Linked DNA regions of Hordeum vulgare: region 2 is linked to region 1. A link is a contact called in public Hi-C data. All regions are on one chromosome and are shown on one strand. Each heading gives the region's core, a stretch centred on a gene start, on an enhancer-like site or on the middle of the called end of the contact. The rest is flanking DNA. Distances are from core to core; before and after follow the strand shown. Region 1 overlaps LOC123444072 (homeobox-DDT domain protein RLT2-like). Region 2 holds the start of LOC123444073 (protein DEHYDRATION-INDUCED 19 homolog 3-like).

Evidence for each region. A called contact is a pair of places that touch in the nucleus more often than the background predicts.
Region 2: a contact with region 1 is called in a Hi-C map of leaf, with 3 times the contacts expected there. The contact joins the promoter of LOC123444073 here to the enhancer-like site in region 1. A contact is called at or near these places in 4 of 6 Hi-C or Micro-C datasets (leaf and seedling) and 1 of 1 datasets of contacts at active chromatin or transcription factors (embryo).

The regions. Positions count from the first base shown.
Region 1 is chr3H:423,676,708-423,679,430 of MorexV3_pseudomolecules_assembly, reverse strand. LOC123444072 (homeobox-DDT domain protein RLT2-like) reads right to left here. Exons shown (of 18, transcript XM_045120680.1): 18 at 1,563-2,723. The coding sequence ends at 1,898. Among protein-coding and RNA genes, the nearest start is that of LOC123444072, 22 kb to the right of the region's middle. Within about 2 kb of position 1,335, at least 2 of the 3 cell types and tissues checked have open chromatin away from gene starts, as enhancers often do. A contact at or near this core is called in leaf, where this site is marked.
Region 2 is chr3H:424,220,375-424,223,097 of MorexV3_pseudomolecules_assembly, reverse strand. It overlaps LOC123444073 (protein DEHYDRATION-INDUCED 19 homolog 3-like), which reads right to left and starts at 1,403. Exons shown (of 5, transcript XM_045120682.1): 1 at 919-1,403; 2 at 608-813. The coding sequence starts at 994.

The DNA of each region.
Region 1 (2,723 bases), core at 86-2,585:
GATGCCCGCATCCAACACCCATGCACCCACTCGCCTTGTACTACACTGTTGTCCACCCAGGATCCGTCCACAACCAGGTACCCTCCGCCCCCTGTCGACGGTGTCCATGTCGGGCCCGGCAGGTGTTCGTTCAAATGTCATTAAGCTTATTTTCGAACTTCATGTCTATTTTTAAAGTAAGAAGGATGGTCGAGTACTTGACCATGAAGGATGATTTGTTGTGCGATACGTGGTTGGTCGTATCTACAGATCGTATCTACAGACTTCATAGGCAGGAGCAGAAAGGGGCTCTTTTGGCAAGGCGTGTGTGGTTCGTTTCATGTGCCGGAAGCACATTGCGCCCCATGCACATCATCCATGAACGCAATATGAAGTCATTAGCGTATCGATGGTACATCATTCAAAACTTCATCACAAAGTATTGTGGCCCGGTTGATTGCGTGGAGGCAATGTGATCACTGCGCACGACAACCATGAAGATCGTAAGTTTTGCTTCTTCTTGTTCTACATATTGATTAATTCATTCACTCGCTCATCGTTGGTCTACATGTTGTGTAGCATGCACGTGCTGCTGTGATGTACTACAGGTCATTGGACCAGTCACACAAATGCATTGTTAGATGAAGCTCAAGGAATAGTATGTGGGACAACATATGCCAGAATCCTCGAACTGGAATTAGTTTCGTTGAATTTGATCTATCCATGAAAAACTTGTTGAACAACCAGTCGAATTTGAACCATTATTGTACTTGACATATTTGCATGCTATTTATAGATGATTTATGCTATCTTTATCCAAACTTTGATGAATTTCATCGTGTTAGATTAAATTCGTCGGGTTAGATGAAACCTGATTTAAAATGTATATAGATACTTTCGCATTGCCACTTCCTGCATCCGTCAGACACGGATGCGTTGTCCGGTTCTAAGTGCCATCTTTGTTTCTGGCGCTTTTAATTCCAGCGTTTCATTTGTGTGTGTGTGTGGGGTGAGTTTGGGGGGGGGGGGGGGGGGGGGGGGGGGGGGGGGGGGGGCAGGAGGCTTGATTGCGTGACGTGTATCTTTTTTTTCTATTGACGTGTATCTTTCTTGTTTTGCCTGGAGGTGTTAGGTGCGACAAGAGAAACGGAGAGGTGTTAAGTGTGACAACTGACAAGAGAAACGATGAGGTCGGTATCGATCGTGCAAAACTAATCATGAACCAGGCCTACACTAGACATTGTTAACGCTAACACATGCTCAATCATGGGAGGAGCCAGGCATGTCAATCCTGACCTGCGAGAGACTACATAGTCGTTAGCAATCGATTATGGCTTTCCCGGTACCATAAGTTTATTGCCCAACCGCGTCAATGATAGAGATGCTCCAAATGTCAAACACTGGACCACACTCTACCCGCTACACCTGCCTGGGGAGAGCAAAAAATACAAACATTTTTTAATATCGAAGTTCCGAAAGCCACTTGTGCCAAGTTATCCGGATCGGAGACCAGCCGCGCTAATTAACACACTACGAAAATGGACAACAAAATCCAGGTTCAGCACCCAACAGAAGAAATAGTATTATGCAACAGAACAGAGGCGACTCTGCCCATAAAATTATACTCTGCCTTGGGCACATTGTACTTACACATAGGGAATCGCATTGCTCCAACGAATTAGTAAACTAACAAGGCACACGCTTTTTACACTGGCCGATTGTCGAGGCAGCCATCATGTGTGCCACCGGACAAACAATACAAACCTGCCTGCTGTACTACTACATATACCAACCCACCGAGCAACAGCTTCTCCGTTCCACATCTAGCACACTTTGCCCCCAAAAGGGGCAGAGTCTTATTATTGTCCGCCAGTATCACTCACTACCTGCATAAAATGTTCACCGGAGACAGGAGCTCTTATTCACTGTAGTCTGACGAGTATGAGGTTGCGCCTTCATCTTCATCTGCATTCACCTCAACTCCATCGTCCCCATCGTCACCTATATCATCATCCTCGTCCATCTCATCATCAACATCAGCGGAAGCCTGGTTCACGTCATATTCTTCCTCGTCGCCCTCTCCGTCCCCTTCAGCATCTTCATCATCATCCTCGGTCTCATCATCCATCATGCCATGTGCATGGGGTCTTGGCCCACCAGAATAGGCTCTCGAATAATCTGGAACCTGCTCTTCCTCATACTCTTCGTCCATGGGCTGGCCATTTTCCTCATTGTCTTCTGATTGATCTGATTCGGATCCAGAGCTGTTCTCGTCACCTTCACCTTGGATGTACGGTCTTCTGCTCTCCAAGCCCCACTCTTCTGCACCTGAGCTTCGTGGAGACTCCTCAACAGCAGAAGGCTTCACATTGCTAAGCATGCTGAAGCTTCCCAACAGATTAGCCTTTGGAATCGATCTGCCTCTGCCCTCAGATGATGGCTGCCGAGGCCTAACTGTTCGACGTCCGCGCCTACGGCCACGGCCACGGCCACGTCCTCGACGTGCATTCTTTCTTGGGGCTTTCTCATATGCAGCGTCCTCATATATATATTCAATCCTAGATGAGCTGCTAATACCTCTTGGGATCCTTCCACCTCGACTTCGACCTCTTCCTCCCCTGCTACCTCCTCTACTTCCTCTTCCACGACCCCTGCGGCCACTACTGGGAGGCCCCCTTGCATCATATAGGTCAAAACCAGTTGGTTCCAACGGCTCTATATCTTGTGCCTTCTTAACAGTATAC
Region 2 (2,723 bases), core at 154-2,653, 540 kb before region 1:
GATTACTACTCTTGTGTCTTAACTCCTGATATTTGGGAATACTTGTATGCCCACTGAGCATAGCTCAAGTACTACAATGACAAGCAAATACCAAGGGGGTCGCCTTGACAATGACAAGTTCAAGTTCCAGTATCTAAGAGTAGACCTTCAAGTTCAAGTTCAGATATCGACCCTGTATCTAAGAGTAGACCTTCAAGTTCAAGTAGAGAACACAAGAAATTTCAGACCATGGAAGTTAGCAATTGACCCGAAACCTTAGGCTAGCTAAATTACAATCTGACGCAAGCGAGTGAGCCTCTTGATTTCTGTGTCAAGATACAACCTTTCGTACTGACAATGGACAGATGAATACGTGACCCTACATCTTGGGTCATGTTAGCACTCATTCATCAGTAGAGCATAGGAGATTTGGGTAAAAACATAGCGAGCTTGCGATCAATCAATCAAAATAGGTAAAAGGAGCTAACATCCTGAGTTAATCCGCTGGGTCAACCCTCAAGCCAGAGCATTTTGTACAGCTCTAATCGGAGAAGGATCATGAGACGAGCTGTGTGCATCACATCAAAGATGAAACTATGAGGGTCGGGCACGGTGGCGATTGACTGACCGCGGGGTGTGGCTCGTAGGGGTGGTCCTCCTCGAGGTGGACGCAGAGGGAGCCGAGGTCGTAGTCCTCGTAGCAGTAGGGGCAGGCGACCTCCGGCCATCTTGCCTCCTCCAGCTGCATCTCCATCTCCATGTCCATCTCCCCGTCGTCCTCCATGTCCATGTCCACCTCCTCCATCCCCATCCCCATCCCCATCCCCGCCATATCTGCATCCAGTCCAACATGAAATCAGTAACATGAAGCTAAGTAAGTAAATCCAGTGAAGGGGGGGAGGGCGAAGAGGCAAGGTGAGACGAGAAGGGCGCACGCACCGTCGATGTGGCCGAGCTGCGCGGCGTAGAAGCGCTTGGCGGCGGCGAGGCGCGAGATCCAGTGCTCCGAGTCCATGATTGGAATGGATTCCTCTTCCGGAACTCCTCTTGGTCCGCTTACTCAGCCAGCCGCTTCCGCCGGTCCTCACCTCCTCAGCTACACCACCTAGACCCGTCGCTCCGTCTCCCTCCGCCGCCGAACTCCGACAGCGAGAGACCAACGACGGGCGGCGGTTCCCGAAACGAAGCCTTTTTCTTCGGGGGATTCGCGCTGCGGTTGGCCGTGTTGCTTAGCGCGGCAGTGACCCAGGACCTCAAAGGGGGATGGATTTTTCGGTTGACGGAGGAGGAGGAGGAGGAGGAGGAGGCGACGAGGAAGCTTCTTCTTATGAGGGGAGGAGAGGAAATGGGTGAGAAATCGGGGCCTTTTCGTGCAGGGTAGCAGAGCAGAGTCGCGTAGTACCGGTCGGTCAGCAGCAGCGGCCGGGCCGACAGCTACCCCGTGGCGTCGGGGTCGGAATGGTGGTAGGGCGATGACGAGTGGGCGCACGGGGCGTCCGGGTCCCGGCCGGCGGTGGTGGGTTGGGCCGCGGTGAGTGCGCGACGTTAACTGCGGGAGGGAGGGAGGGAAACCGCGTCGCGGTGGTGGGTTCTGGTGGGCTCGCTCGTTCGTCACGGGGTAAAAAGAGATGAAGGGGGAGGGAGAGGTGTCGCGTTGCGTGGTTGGTTGCGGAGGGTGGAGCCGCGGGGGAGGGTTTGTTTTTTAGTATTTTTTTCTGGTGAACGCGGCCGGGGGCTGGCGAAGGGAGGGAGGATGGGGACGCGGGGCCGGCCGAGCGCGGGCGGGGAAACGAGGAGGAATTTGTGGTGCCGTGCGCTCGTCGCTGGCGTCAATCGCCGTCACGCGGAATGCGCACCGTTTCTCTCTAGGATAAGAATGGAAAGCACTGTTGTCAGCAGGCCGGAGCTTTTAATACATGCACCTTTTCTTTTGTTTCCTATAAAATAAATAAACAAAGGGGACTGATCTGCGCCGGCGCGCCGGCCCAAACTTTCGGCCGGCCGCGCGCGAACCGCAGGATCCACCAACCCCGGGTTGTCTGCACCGTTGGATCCGCATGCAACATTTTTTTTCCCATGCAGCAAAATTTCGATGCGATGCAACAATTTTTTCAACGGTTGCAACAAAAAACAAAATTTGTAGCAAAAAAAATATCTACGTGATCGTAGCAAAAAAAAACGAAGCTGATGGTGCGTGGTAGCAAAAGTTAAACGCCGGTTGTAGCAAAATATTTACGTGACGTGTATGCAACTTTTTTAGTGAACGGTTACAGCAAAACATGATGTCGGTTGTAGCAAAAATTAACACGGTTGTAGCAAAAGTAAAAAACATCGATTGTAAGAAAAATTTGAAGAACTCGAGTTGTAACCAAACGTATATGCAGCAAATATGACGCTGGTTGCAATAAATTTACATGCGAAAAAAAGCTGCATGAAAAAACGTTTGTATTAAAAAAACATACGGTTGCTGCAAATTTAACGAAAAAAGTAGCGAGCATCTGCGAGCGAGCGCGCAGCCCGCACGCGACCGGCCGAACGATTCGGCCGACGCACCGGATGAAAACGGTTCCCATAAACAAGTACTTCTTCCATTCCTAAATATAAGAGCAACTCTAATGAGGTGATCCATTTCGTTTGTGGTCGTCCGTTCGAGTCTGCGCGGATAAAAGTTGTGGCCCAAAGCGCGGACCCATTCCTAAAATGCGTTCGCTTCGCGTCCGTGTCGACCCATCTCTGGCTCAAAT